Regions from separate parts of the Mus musculus genome. Here regions 1, 2 and 3 are each linked to region 4. The links are chromatin contacts, called in public Hi-C and promoter capture Hi-C maps. All regions are on one chromosome and are shown on one strand. Each heading gives the region's core, a stretch centred on a gene start, on an enhancer-like site or on the middle of the called end of the contact. The rest is flanking DNA. Distances are from core to core; before and after follow the strand shown. Region 1 overlaps Arntl2 (aryl hydrocarbon receptor nuclear translocator-like 2). Region 2 overlaps Ppfibp1 (PTPRF interacting protein, binding protein 1 (liprin beta 1)). Region 3 overlaps Ppfibp1 (PTPRF interacting protein, binding protein 1 (liprin beta 1)). Region 4 overlaps Ppfibp1 (PTPRF interacting protein, binding protein 1 (liprin beta 1)).

Region 1 (3,357 bases), core at 292-2,791, 87 kb after region 4:
GAAGCCAGTATTCTGCTAGCAGCCTTCAGATGAAAATGTAGAACTCTCAGCTCCTCCTGCACCATGCCTGCCTGGATGCTGCTGTGTTCCTGCCTCAATGATAACGGACTGAATCTCAGAACCTGTAAGCCAGACACAATTAAATATTGCCCTTATAAGAGTTGCCTTGGGCTGGGCGGTGGTAGTGCACGCCTTTAATCCCAGCACTTGGGAGGCAGAGACAGGAGGATTTCTGAGTTTGAGGCCAGCCTGGTCTACAGAATGAGTTCCAGGACAGCCAAGGCTATACAGAGAAACCCTGTCTAGAGAGAGAGAGAGAGAGAGAGAGAGAGAGAGAGAGAGAGAGAGAGAGGGAGAGAGAGAGAGAGAGAGAAGCAGTGATACTCATTTGAAATTAGATCAAAGGTCTTAAGAGCACAGAAAACTACTCACAAAACCAATGTGTTGACAGACACAATGTACTCCAGCTCTTTGGTCCAAGGGTTTGTGAAGCTGAACCACTCACTCTTCAGAGTCACGAAGGCACCATCCTTCACTCTGAATTTGTATGAGTCTGTAAGTATTTTCTCCTTACTCTGCAGAACTTCACAGGAAAGCCGCAGTCAGCGGAATAGCCTGTACAACCAAAGCCTTCACGCTGGGAGTGGTGGCTCATGCCTGTAACTCCACCCCCAGAGGATGGAAAGGGTGTATGCGGGTTCCGGGCCAGCCAGGGGGCTGTGCCGAAACCCAGACACCACCAAAGCCAGACCAGGGCCTTGAGAATTAATTTTGGATTTCATAAGGAATTCGGAGTTGATGGTATAATCATTTCTTTCTTTATTTAGACAGGAGTTTGCTATGTAGCCCAAGTTAGCCTGGAACTCCCAATCCTCTAAGCCACCTCCCAGATACTGAGATTTTTTTTAGTGTGATCCATCACACCTGGCTGACGTCATTTTTAAATTACCCGCAAAGCACCTCATTCAATGGATTACCTACCTGCTTTGTGCTTGTCAGTCAAACTACTGTGGTCATCCTGATGAAAATATTCATAACATGAAGTTCCCAAAAGTTCCTGAGGCAGGTATCCTAAAATTGCCGTTGCCCTGGTTTTTGAAACAGAAAAACATCATGGCAGTTGCTGACGGTGATGCCTCCCAGAACACTGCAGGTCCAGCACAGGTCGGGTTGCAGGAAAGCCGTCTGGAGAAAGAGCTAGCCTTGGTCCTCCCCATCCACAGCTAGACTGCAAACAGGACCCCAGGTGAGGCCCCATGACGTCCTGCTGATGCCTGTACAGGGTACCACCAGTACCACCAACACTGCGGCCATGGAGCAGGGCAGACTCAACACCACTGCTAGGAAACACTTTCCCAAGTTTACCCTCCAGTTCTACCAAAATCACCAACATCACCATCTCCGTATTTCACTTAAAATATACTTCCTCTTCTCAAGCCCTCGTTAGGAGAAAACTGCAGCGGAGCTTTGACGCTGTGCTTCAGCTGCCCCAGTGGCCTCTGGGTAGCCAAACATGGAGTGTTTACCTTTGGTCAACATAGACGAATTTCCCGTTCATTGCGAAGCGAGTTATGAACTCAGCCGGTCTCACGTTGATCTTGCCACTCTTTTGAGGGACAATGTATGGATGCAACCGTCCCATAGCCACAAGGCAGGTAAGAGGACCGCTGTCCTTCCCACCACCCGACTCTTTCTCCATGCCAACAACATTCAGAGGCCAGCTTCTCAAGTATCCAGTGCAATGGACGGTGTGGAATTTTCTATGGTCTAATGAAAAATCATAGCAATACACTTAGGTCACTATAGATGCTGATATTTCTCCTCCCTCTTCTTCCTCCCTCCTCTTCCTCTCTCTTCCTCCTCCCCTTGTCCTTCCTCTTTCCTTTCTTCTCCCTCTTTCTCCACTTTTTCCTTTTCTTTTTTTTCTTTTCGAGACAAATGTATTCTGAAGCCCAGGCTAGCCTCTAACCAGCTCCCTATGTATACCAGGCTATCCTCTAATCCCTGATACTATTACCTCAGCCTCCTAAGTGATTGCAGGCCTATAACACTATGTCTGACTATAATGAAGAAACTTGCAAATCTCTTACTGTTGGTTATGATGATGATTAATAGACACATATGGCCATACATACTACATCCCCGCCCTACTGGACTACATAGTAAGACTCTGTCTCAAAAAGAAGCAAGCAGGAGTTTGGAGTGGTGGTTCAGTAGTTAGGAGTGCCTGTGCTCTGTCAGAGGAACTCGGTTCAGTTCTCAGCACGTGCATCAGGCAGCCCACAGCTGACCTTAGTTTCAGCTCCAGGGAATCTGATGGCCTCAATTGGCACTGGACTCACTTGTGTGGGCATACACACGCATACACACACACACACACACACACACACACACACACACACTTAAAAAGCAAGATAAAAAATTATTTTAGGGTTGGGCATAGTAGCATGCACCTTTAACTCCAACACTCAGGAGGCAGAGGTAGATGGATCTGTGTGCATTTGAGGCTAGCCTGGTATACACAGTGAGTTCCTGGGTAAAGCTACAAAGTGAGACCCTATCTCAAAACAAAAACAAAACACAAAATAAAAAGACAAACAAACAAGCAAAAAGTTTTTTAAAAAGAGATTGAACTTTGTTGTTGTTTGAGTTTTTATTTTACTATTTTATCTTTGAGATAGGGTATTGCTACATAGCCCTGCTGGGCTTGAATTCACAGAAATCTTTCCCGCCTCTGTTACTTGAGTGTTAACTACGCTTTAAGGCCTACATCACGTCTCCCAAATCTAACTTAAAGTTCTCTTCGCTACAGATTCAGTAGCACAACAGGATGTGCACCTGGTGGTGAGCCAGTGTAAATAATTTCAGTTTAAAAACAATCTTACTTAGACGCTTTGAATCCTATTTCTTGCCGTGACTATGAAACTTACTTTTTCCTGGATAGAAACTACTTAGGACCTTGCGTTTTGCACCAGGCTCCGAATCACCGGCTCTCCCGGGAGTCTCACCTTTCTTCTTTGAGCAGGACGAGCATGGCTGCTCTTCTTTGACAGGGACGGTACAGCTCTTCATTCTAAAGAAGAAAGATCGTCTGGAGCCAGAATGCATGCGTGGTCGCCCAGTGTAGGGGTGACTGTAAACCTGAGAGGCTTTCACAGCAGCAGGAATGAGAACAGAATAATCACAGACGTGCTAACAATCCTCCCCGTCCCTTTCTCTCTTCTCTTAAAAAAGAGATTCATCTTTGCACATGCTCATGCGCGCGCCTGCTTGTGCGCATGCTCAAGCGTCGCGGTTACGCCTGGCCCGATGTGGGTTCTGAGAACCAGCTCGGGTCTTGAGGAACAACAGTAAGCG
Region 2 (3,387 bases), core at 281-2,780, 71 kb before region 4:
GACCAGGTAGCAAAGAAACAAACAAAGGTAGCTGGAAAAAAGAAAACATGGCTAATAACATATCCCAGTGAAGGGACACTGTGTAAGCATGGATTTGTCTTAACAGAATTTCTATAAATGTATGCTTCTAAAAAATGAAGACATTTATGATTCAGCAGGTAGCCTCCTGTGATTGGGGAAAATCTACCCAGTATGTCACCTGCTCAGTTATGGAGGCAGAAGAGAATTCCACTGTAATATTGACAAGGTAGAGTATGTTACACAGGAATCACTAATGGAGGACTGTGTGTCTATCAAGCATAGCTTTAAGTTGGCAAAAAAAAAAAAAATATGTCTGAGCCAAACACATAGCTTCTGTTTATGTCTAATATCTTAGGGCTTCCATTGCTATGAAGAGACACCATGATCAAGAACTCTTATACAGGACAACATTTAATTGGGGCTGGCTTACTACAGGTTGTGAGGTTCAGTCCATTAGCATCAAGGCAGATCCATAGCAGTGTCCAGACAGGCGTGGCACTGGAGGAGCTAAGAGTTCAACATCTTCATCCAAAAGGTGAAGATCAGAAGACTGGCTCCCACGTGGCTAGGAGGAGGGTCTCAAATCCCACCCTCACAGTGACACCCTTCCTCCAACAAGGCTACACCTCCTAATACTGCCACTCCCTGGGGCAAGCATATTCAAACCACCATATCTAAGTTGCCCTGGAATATTCTCACAATGCTTTTTCTAATCCAAGAACCTGAGGATCGGGCCCTGGAGCTGCAGCAGCAGAGGTCAAGAGACAGACTGACAGGAGGGTCATCTCACAATCAGTAGAGGTTACAAAAATGCCATCTTCAATGAAATGAGTGATGCTAAGTTCAATGTCTGCAAATCAAGGCTTCTAAGCTGTGAGGCAGAGTGTAGAAACGAGGCATTAGTAGCCAACTTCTGACCTGCTAAATAATCATCACACCAGCCAGTCTTTATTGCTTACATGGAAAACATTCCAATCCCAAGTGCACGTGTTTCTGAAGTGCAAAAATGTGAGTGTGCATACTTTAGGGCCAACATGTGGGCTGTGCTCTCTCTGGGCCTCTGGCTTGTCTCAGAATCAGACTTAGAGCTGCTCAGCTAGAGTGTGCTCCAGCCTCCTGCAGTGATTCTCTGCTGCTCTCCACAAGGCCCCTCTTTTCATGCGGCTCTCAGGAATGCTTTTCAGACCTTTGAAAACAAGGTGCCTATGTCTTCTCAGTGATCTTAGTCACCTGTGTCACACAGCAGCACACTGAGACACCCCAGCTGACATTAAAGCAAGTGTCCTGAACTTCTGGGAAAACCTCAGAGCAGTGTCCACCATCATATTACCAAGTCTGCAGAGTTCTCAGGTGGGGGCAGCCGGCGCAGAGTGGCCATGACAGCAGCGTGCCTTCACTGCCCTCAGCAAGTGCTGTTTGTTAAGACTGAACTCAAGTCTTAACAATACAACTGCAGACTCCCCTCTCCCCCTCAGCCCTCAGAAACAAACACTCAACCAAAAGGCACAAGTCAATTATCTACAGGTCCTCTTGAGCCAAGTAATAAATTCCTTTCTCACTGTGTGCTGAATGTCAGAGTAAAGACACAGGAAGTAGGAACAGGCTGAGGAATGTGCCAGGGGACAGTGAGTTTCACAGCACCAAGTTACTCCCAAAGAAACTAGCAAACCTGGACTCTTAAATCCCTGGAGGACCCTCCCAGGGCAAGTGTCAAGTCTCAGGAGCAGGCATCACCTGTTTCTAAAAGTGAAACATCTCTAACTCTCCTAACCCCTTGCAGTTAGCTGCAATGCCACTGAAAGATGCTGACTGGTACCAACTGGATGGAACCAGGAACACCAGGCTCAGATCTGGACTGGCTGGGGCTCCAGAATTTGTGCAACACCCCAGGAAATGCTTTGGCACAGGGTGGGTATCCAGGCCCTCAGAGCAGGCAGCCAGCTATCATTCCTCCAGTCTGCCAGACAGACCTTAATCCTGCAATAGGTTTTATGTAAACACAACCAAGTCCTAAGCATCTTATGGTTACGTCACCCTCCTATCTTCTCATCTGCTTTTGTGATGTTCTTTAGACTTCGCGTTCAACACATACCAGATGTGATATTTACAGTGGAGAAGGATGTCTAGAAACTGTAAGAGCTAACAGAAGTGGAAGCGACATGGCTGCCACACACCACTAGATGGCACTTCTCCTCAATCACAGCTACAAAGTTTTACTGCTTTCTGAAGCATCCACCCACTATACTTCCCGTTTAGAATACCTATTAAGTCCTTCAGAGGTGGCCCCACCCCACTGTTACTGTTACATACAAGGCTCTCTTCCTCACAGGAGCATACCTGGTCATTTATACAACCTAGAAGCCAGTCCATTTATAGAGGTAGAATTGAGCAACTCATTGGCACGGATACAATACAGTGCCTTTCCAAAGCTATCCTTAGGAGAGATGGGGAGGTTAGGGACTACACTGTCTGTTCTTTCAGAGCATGGCTCAATTCCCAGCACTGACATGGTGGCTCACAATTCTCTGTTGTGAGACAGGCAGGCAGACAGACAGACAGACACACACACACACACACACACACAAACCTGATACCTTCACTGTATATGCTTGGTACACAGACATATGGGTAGGCAAAATATCCATTCATATAAAGAAAAATTCTAAGTTTTCTTTACAGCAGAGAGGAACTGGGGTCTCATGTTCTGCCTTGTAAGTTTTTTTCTCTTCTGCTGATCTGCTAATCTATGCTCTCAGTTTTATAGTAAACAACAGAAGATTGACAACAAAAAGAAAGAACATGAAGAAGATTGACAGCACAGAGAAGGATCATGCAAAGATTCACACACAGAGAAGGCACATGCAGAAGACTGACAGCACAGAGAAGGATCACACAGGAGATTGACAGCACAGAGAAGGAGCATACAGAAGCCTACCATTTGATTTTGAAGCCACTCAATAAGCACTTCTGCTGTTGAATCTGGGATCTGGCATCTCAATCCTTCCTTCTCATCCGTTTCCATCATCTCCAACAATCCACGCAGGTCTTCCACAAGGTGCAGAGCGCGCAAGCTTCCCATAAATGGGGAGGTGGGAGATTGGCAATCAAAAATCCCATTGGAATACTCCAAGGCTTTAGAACCTGGTTTCCAAAGAAAGTCAGAGAGCAATAGGATTTATGTTAGGAAAAACACCACACCTGAAAAAGATAAATCAGCCTAGCCACTAGCAATGATCACAAAAAACAGGGAAAAGACAGACCAAATAATCCAATAATGTAGATCTATCTCTCTAAATCTTACATAGATGAAAATAAAAAGTGTCATTGACAGTAAATATGAATGGTTTGATGCTTAATGAAAAGGCC
Region 3 (3,736 bases), core at 400-2,899, 100 kb before region 4:
CACTTAAGGCTGTGTTGGCAGTGTCAGTGTTTTCCATGGACGAGTGGCGCTTACACATTTACACTAGGTGCTCCGTAGACGCCCGTGCACTGCTCAGCTCTAACCCTTCTACTTAAGAATGAAAATGTTCTCTTCTTTCAAAGAGGAATAACTGTTTTGAGTCTGGCAAAGCAATTCAGTCAATAGTTCTGATCAAAGCATAATAAGCCAGGTTTTGTGGGCATGCCTGAAATTTCAGTACATAAGAGGCAGAAGGGCGTTTGAGATCAGCATGAGCTATCAGGACAAAGCCTGTCTCCAAAAGTGAAAAAGAAAGAAGGAAAGGACAAAAATAAAGAGAGAAGAGGGGAGGGAGACGGAGGAGGGAGAGGGACAAACAAGAGAGGAAGGGGGAGGAGGGAGAAGAGGAGAAGGAAGGGGAGGAAGTGAAAAAGGGCACTAGAGGAATCCGTGTTATTGCCCAAGGTAACTCATTTGCTACCCTAGGAAGACAGGAGGAGCCTGTAAATCACAGAAACTTTCTCTTTCTCATAAGTAGTGTTCAGTTATACACAGCTGGAGATGGCCCGACTCAAAAACTAAATGCACAAACACGGGGCCAGTTTCACAACCTGAGACACTGGGGTGTACCTCAGTGCCAGTGTGCTCGGCATGTGAGTTACCAGAGGCCTGATCCCCAGCAATGCAGGATAAAAAAGGAAGGCACAGCAGAGAAAGAGACGATAGAAGGAATCTACTCCAAAAGAGCTAGAGCAACAAAACCTTTAAAGGCATTTCTCCCCCTTACGTAAGTTGTCAGTCATATTGACTGCCAAAACCATAAAAGATAACAGAGAAACAGAAACAACTCATGCGAACTCTGTCTGAAAATAGGCTTTCCTGGTTGTTTGGGGCTTTCCTAATCTAATCCAGACTCTGACTTGGGTAAACATTCACATTAGGCCAGTTTATTAAAATGTAAGTGCAGAAAGCAGCTCTGCCAGCTTCGAGTTCTCTGGGATTCTTTCCTGTTGGAATAAAACATAACAAATCAGCACAAAATGAATTAAAAGTGCTGAACTCCCAATGAGAACTGGTGACGGTGTCTAAAGATTTACAACCGTCAGGCTTGAGACAGCAGGGTGGAGAGCTTCTGTGACATCAGCCTCCAGCCCCTCCTGTCATGACCTGCGCACTTGAGTTCTCATGACCCAGTTGGTCACTGTGTAATGGTTACATGAACACAAAAGATCCCCGGTTTTCTGAAGCCTCGATCACACTTCATACTCAAGGATATACAACTTACGAAACACCATCACTCAGGGAGACTTCAGCGGCAGCGCCCAGGATTGCTCTTCCGTCACTAAAATATATTTTTAAAAAAGCATTTGTTAACGGCATGAATTGAAAACCGCACAGACACACCTAGCTTTGCAATGGTGAAGTCCCAAAGAACCCATAGGAAGCTCAAATCACTGTTAAATCAAAGTGACTTTTGCTTAATCAACCAAAAACAGTTGGTCTGCCCTTCCTTGTTCATATTTACAGTACCGCACTAGCCTACAGCTGGGCAAAAAAAAAAAAAATCTCTCCCACAGAGTCTACGTTAAAGGGTGTGCTGGCCACCTCATACCTGTCAAAACAGTGCAGAAGTGAAACTACGGCAACATTGTAGAGTTAAAAAAAAAAAAAATCGCAAGGCAAGCTGTCCTAGCTGGGGCCTGTCTGTACATGTTCTAAGTGAACGGAAATGTTAAAAAAAAATATTGCAAAGAAGAATCTAAGTTTAAATATTTTCTTAAGTCTATTTCAAGGTTAGGCAATTCACTTGAGAATTTTCTGGCAAAGTATCGATTTGCCTATGGAGAGACAGCCGTGTTTCTGTTTGTTGACTTCACTCTTCAGCCTGCTTCGCTGACTATTCACAGGCATCTATGGCCTAGAAAGTAATACCCAAGCCCTTAAAGGCTGCTCTGACCTCATCCCTCACTTCCAGGCTCCACTGTCACCCCGTTGTTTCATCATTGCAAAACAGACGGTGAAACCTGTGTCTGCAAGTAAGTGTGACGTGCCCTTATCTGTGGTTGCTCTATTTCTCTGAGCATCTATACCACAATGCTAGTCCATAAATGGCATACCCCTCTTCAAATGAAGTCTCGGGCTTGGTAGGCAACTTGGGTTTTTCACAAGTGTCTACATCCACAGATGGCGGCAATAGTGAAGGGATTGAAGCTTGCAAGACGCTGGTGTGAAACTGTAAAAAGATGTAAGTGAAAAGAAAACCAATCAAAACACATGCCGCAGAGCAACAAAGCATCACAGAATTGGTCTACAAAATACACCAGTGCTTGGAACTCTATTTACAAACATCTAGACAAGGTGTTGATGAGAGCAAGCACTGTGGAGAAAGGATTAAATTTGGTCCTAAGACAGCAAATATCCTGAATAACAAAGTAAAATACCTAAACTAAAAAAAGTACCATGTCCCGATCACGGGGCAAGCCCACGGAGTGCCAGTGCCAAGGTACTGACTCCTCAGGGTCGACATATATTGTAAACAAAGTACCATTTCCATTTTTATTTCTACTACACGTCTAACACATAACATGCATCATGTTGGTTAATTGTTCTTTTCATGCGTGAACAAGTTGACTATGTTCAACTATCCTATCTGGTGAATAATGCATTAAAATCAGTGAGAACAGACTCTACAGAAACAATGAAATATGGATATAATTTTCTCAAATACCTCTGGGGCCTAGGGCTGGAGTCTGAAGGATTTTTTTGGGGGGGGGTGGGTTTTTTTTCAAGACAGGGTTTCTCTGTGTAGCCTTGACTATCCTGGAACTCACCTTGTAGACCAGGCTAGCCTCAAACTCAGAAATCCACCTGCCTCTGCCTCCCAAGTGCTGGGATTAAAGGCGTGCACCACCACGGCCCGGCCTGAAGGATTTTTAACACTAGGGTTTTCTGGTAATGTATGAGAACTAGAGAACAGAGTAGGATCGGCACCAAGAACTCACAAAGGAAACACCTGTGTGAACTCCAAGTCAGGTAACCAGTGGGCTCCTCGTTTAATTATTTGTAGTGCTGACCTACCACATAGTCCAGTGCTGAGCTATGTTCCAAGCCACAGTTCTCTCTGTCCCCTCTCTCTAATTTTTATTAATAATTTTTAAATTAAAATTTATATTTCCCCCTTCACTTTCCTGCCCTCCATGTATTTCCCTTTGCTAACTGCTCTCTTTCTCTCTCCTTCCCTCCTTCCTTTTCCCCCTTCCTCCCTCCCTCCCTCCCTCCCACATTCATGACCTCTTTTTTAACTCTCTTTCTGATCAGTCTCCTATGTAGTCCAGGCTGGCCATGAGCTCAGCCTCCTATGAGATTACAGGTGTGCCTAGCTCTCTTGCACTGGCCTGGTGCAGTGTTAAAGAGATTACCCTATTTTTAAAATGGGGCTCTTTCTATATACCCCGTTTGGTTTTGATTGAAATCTTTGCAATTGATGCTGGGTAATCTCTTTAGCACTCACCCATATTTCTTGAAGTTCAACTGTTTCCCTAGACTCCTAACCGTGGGGAAAATACAGTAACACATAGACCTGTTCTCTTGATTTCTGTGTCAAACTTTAATGTTTCAGTTTAATTTTTCTTCCTGGTTTTCTTCAAAACTCTGGTTGCATTCTATTAATTTTTATTTTTATTTTTCATGCTATTTTTATTCAGTTCGGAACCATCATTTATGACAAACTACACAT
Region 4 (3,431 bases), core at 558-3,057:
TCCATTAACCCTGGAAATGTTTGGCTAACATGTTTGAGTATGCAGAAACCCTGGTTGGAGTGAATTTTTTTTTCCAAAGATCAGAAGTTAAATATATGACCCTTCAGGTCCCTCTAACAGGACAATATTCATGAAGACCCAACACCCTTTATAAGGACCTGCCCCTGATTTAACTACTACTCAAAGCTTAGGTTACTAACCAGCCCCCATGTTGGGCCCTTAAAGTCTCAGTATTTGGCAACAGCTGAACTCTGGCTTAAAGTCTATACATTGGGGTCTGGGAGGATAGGAAAGTACATTTCACAGATTCAACCACTACACCTCTTAGTGTGTAAAAATAAAAACCATGAGTGTTTATTTGTTACAATCAGCTAACTCTTTCAGACTAACCTATTTTCCTGAGGTCCAGGCACCTAAGTCGGCCTGGCTGACAGCTTGCCCTTAACCATTACACCCTACCTCCTAGAGACATTATGCAATATCAGCTTAAAGAAGGCAGCTCTCTCCCACACTTTGAGGTCCCACCCTCAAACAGCCAAGAGCATTCTCCCCAGAGAGTGTGTCAAACCTTCCGACTGCAGGAGAATGAGGCCAAGGTGGGGTAAGAGGGTGGTGTGGTGTTGTGTGGAGTGAGTGAGAGTTTCCAGTGGTTTCCAAGCCCAACTGGCCCTGCCTCGTTCCTGAGGTGCAGCCAGTCCCATGGAGAAGGTTTTTCCTTTGGCCTTTTCCCCTTCTTGTCCTGATTGACTTCTCAGGTGTGAAGGCAACACTGAAAATTCCTTCTGGTCTAGCTCTTCTTGATAGACTTTTTTAAAAATTCTGGGTTTTCAGAAGTTTTTCTCCCAACACCAGTCATCTCTCTCTGCACAGCACCATGATTCATGCCAGGAATCTCTTCTTTCATCCTCTGCAGACATGAGTCACAATGAAAAGGCACAGCTGGAGATTCCTCATCTGAGCTGGACAAGAGGTCGTGGTCTACCTCAGGCAGGCGGGTAGGCACATGTGTACAGGCATGTTCAAAAGACCAAATAAGACTCCAAAGGCTCTAGGGCTCACACAAAAGAATCCAAGTCTTCTTGAACAGCACACATACCCATCAGAGAGGGATCTTCTGTCTTTCTACCACCAAGCAATCATAGTGCTCAAATTTTCCTTTTCATCTGAGGAAAACTTGAACTTCTAATTCTTTATTTGTCTCTTATTTTTAGCAAACACAGTAAAACGGTGGCAGATCAGCCATTTCATATCCCAACAATCCAACTGCCAACATCCCTTTAAGAGGTTTAAAAATGGGTATTTTTTTTTTGTACAAAACCTGTCACTATGGCAACTTGAATCTGCTCAGTTTCTGAATAGAGAACAGTGAACTATTTATTTATCTTTCCACTACAAACATCATGGAAACAGGTTGGTAACATTTTCCTCCACCTGGCACTACAGAGCTCCAGCCTCATTGTGTCAAAGAAAAGGTGACAAAGCTGTCCAGAGATTGAGGGAGGCTTTCTCAGAAGCCAGTATGTATACACACACACTCACACACACATACACATCAACACACCAGCACACAATAACATACTACCACTTTGGCCGTGTGCCAAGGACAAATCACCAAGATTCCCCATCTCTAGACCTACAGGACACCTAACCTATTGATACATTAGATGAACAGAACCTATAACCCCTTCACTTCCCAGAAGACAGAAAAGCATATGTGTGTTCACTTCTGCAGATAGACTCACTCTGGGCTCAGGAAAGAGCTTGGGCATGATTATCTATGTATGACTTTGGCTTTGTTCACTCACACCACAAACCATGACTGACAGTTTCAGAAATTTGCTGAACACAACGGGTTTTGGGAAATGCCAGGAACTGACTGACTCCTTTTTAACCACAGCAGACTAACTTTATCTTCTGGCAAGAGAACTCTGTTCTAGTTTGAATCTGGAATGTCCCTCCCAAGTTCGTGCTTTTAAGACTTGGTCCCCTGCTGGTCTGTGTTTAGGGGACACTGTAGAACTCTGGGAATGTAGCCCACTAGGAGGAAGGCTTAGAAGGCTGCATCTGACTCCACCTAGCTCTTTTCTTCCTGGTCTAGCCACTATGTGAGGAACTTGACCACACTTGCACCACGAAGCCCCTGTGCATGAAGGACTGAGCCCTCTGAAACTGTAATCCACAGCAACCTCTTCTCCCTTAAATTGTTTCTGTCAGGGTTTGTCACAGTGACAAAAGAAACAACCAAAACAAACTCATAAATCCCAAACCTTAGCCATGACTAAAATATCCTAGCATGGATTTAGAATATCAATAGGAGATACAATCCCTTCCATTTGTCCTCCAACCTCCAATGCACCTGGATGGATGGATGGATGGATGGATGGATGGATGGATGGATGGATGGATAGAAGATAGATAGATAGATAGATAGATAGATAGATAGATAGATAGATAGATAGATAGAAGCTTTTTACAAAAATCCATTAACCCTGGAAATGTTTGGCCACAAAGTTCTGGGTTGATATTTTGTGTGCCTTGCCTGCTTGTTCGCCTTTTGTGATGATGACCCACCAGCTCTGTAAGTGCAACACAGGTTGTTTCAGAAACTATTGTACTTATATATTTAGAGAATTAATATTCTGATCATGCAGCAATTCACACTTGGGGAAAATTATTCAATTTGGAATCAGCCATTTCAGAAATCCAGAAGCTAGGCCCCACTACACCACAATCAGGCATATGTATCACCAAGCATCATGTGAACTTCCAAGAAGCCACAGGCCTGCTGTTTAATAATTAACAAGGAGGTTATGATCCCCCCCTTCATTTGGCTACAGGGTCCAAATTTCCCAACCTGGCAGATAAAGTGTCTTGCCACATCTACACTTGTGTTTGATTCCTAACAGACACACAGCGTAACTCCACTTGACACCCACTTTGGAGCTTCTAGGCAATCTAAGTCTGGAGAATTATTTTAAATTGTGCTGAGGACACTACAAGCTCCCTCAAAAGTCTCATGAAGGCTGAAATTTTAAAAACACTTGTTAGGTGGCCATTCAATTAAAAACTACAAATAATTAGCAGTCAGCTCTGACCACTTTCTGAACACCAACCGAAGCTAGTAAACAACCACAGGAGTTAAGTGATGTACAGGAGTACAGCAAGGTCACAAGTCAGGACAGTAAGACCTATCTTAACTAATAATATGCACATCACAACATCACATGGCGCTATGAACTGACACTCGTACAAAGGGTGCCCAAACTGGCACTGTCAACCCCACCCTCACACCCCAGTAGACTCACCCTGCTAAGCTACCTGTCAAGAACTTCTCTATCTTAAGTATACACTGAACTTGGAACAGCATTCCAAATCTTTACTAACAAGAACAAAGGTTTGGGGTTGATACTGATGACATGGTAGTAATTTTT

Evidence for each region. A called contact is a pair of places that touch in the nucleus more often than the background predicts. Capture Hi-C pulls out chosen DNA fragments and counts their contacts.
Region 1: a contact with region 4 is called in a promoter capture Hi-C map of pancreatic islet. The contact joins two enhancer-like sites. A contact is called at or near these places in 7 of 484 Hi-C or Micro-C datasets (Th1 cells, cerebral cortex, embryonic stem cells and 4 more) and 2 of 9 other capture datasets (adipose tissue and pancreatic islet).
Region 2: a contact with region 4 is called in a Hi-C map of embryonic fibroblasts, with 5 times the contacts expected there. The contact joins two enhancer-like sites. A contact is called at or near these places in 1 of 39 promoter capture datasets (hippocampal neurons), 22 of 484 Hi-C or Micro-C datasets (the AML12 cell line, DN3 thymocytes, the HL-1 cell line and 15 more), 8 of 115 datasets of contacts at active chromatin or transcription factors (bone marrow-derived macrophages, embryonic stem cells, fibro-adipogenic progenitors and 5 more) and 1 of 9 other capture datasets (embryonic stem cells).
Region 3: a promoter capture Hi-C map of pancreatic islet shows a contact between it and region 4. The contact joins two enhancer-like sites. A contact is called at or near these places in 1 of 39 promoter capture datasets (the 3T3-L1 cell line), 1 of 115 datasets of contacts at active chromatin or transcription factors (heart atrium) and 2 of 9 other capture datasets (adipose tissue and pancreatic islet).

What each region holds. Positions count from the first base shown.
Region 1 is chr6:146,820,320-146,823,676 of GRCm38.p6, reverse strand. Arntl2 (aryl hydrocarbon receptor nuclear translocator-like 2) reads right to left here. Exons shown (of 15, transcript NM_172309.2): 7 at 3,009-3,149; 8 at 1,527-1,767; 9 at 982-1,088; 10 at 433-583. Among named protein-coding and RNA genes, the nearest start is that of Arntl2, 16 kb to the right of the region's middle. Within about 2 kb of position 1,541, at least 8 of the 459 cell types and tissues checked have an H3K27ac peak or open chromatin away from gene starts, as enhancers often do. A contact at or near this core is called in pancreatic islet, where this site is marked.
Region 2 is chr6:146,977,819-146,981,205 of GRCm38.p6, reverse strand. Ppfibp1 (PTPRF interacting protein, binding protein 1 (liprin beta 1)) reads right to left here. Exons shown (of 31, transcript NM_001355728.1): 4 at 2,957-3,162. Among named protein-coding and RNA genes, the nearest start is that of 1700034J05Rik, 25 kb to the right of the region's middle. Within about 2 kb of position 1,530, at least 63 of the 459 cell types and tissues checked have an H3K27ac peak or open chromatin away from gene starts, as enhancers often do. A contact at or near this core is called in the AML12 cell line, embryonic fibroblasts, heart atrium and 1 more, where this site is marked.
Region 3 is chr6:147,008,469-147,012,204 of GRCm38.p6, reverse strand. It overlaps Ppfibp1 (PTPRF interacting protein, binding protein 1 (liprin beta 1)), which reads right to left. Exons shown (of 31, transcript NM_001355728.1): 15 at 2,118-2,233; 16 at 1,286-1,342. Among named protein-coding and RNA genes, the nearest start is that of Rep15, 22 kb to the left of the region's middle. Within about 2 kb of position 1,649, at least 44 of the 459 cell types and tissues checked have an H3K27ac peak or open chromatin away from gene starts, as enhancers often do. A contact at or near this core is called in pancreatic islet, where this site is marked.
Region 4 is chr6:146,907,392-146,910,822 of GRCm38.p6, reverse strand. The region is part of intron 1 of Ppfibp1 (PTPRF interacting protein, binding protein 1 (liprin beta 1)); the gene reads right to left. Among named protein-coding and RNA genes, the nearest start is that of Ppfibp1, 21 kb to the right of the region's middle. Within about 2 kb of position 1,807, at least 91 of the 459 cell types and tissues checked have an H3K27ac peak or open chromatin away from gene starts, as enhancers often do. A contact at or near this core is called in the AML12 cell line, embryonic fibroblasts, heart atrium and 2 more, where this site is marked.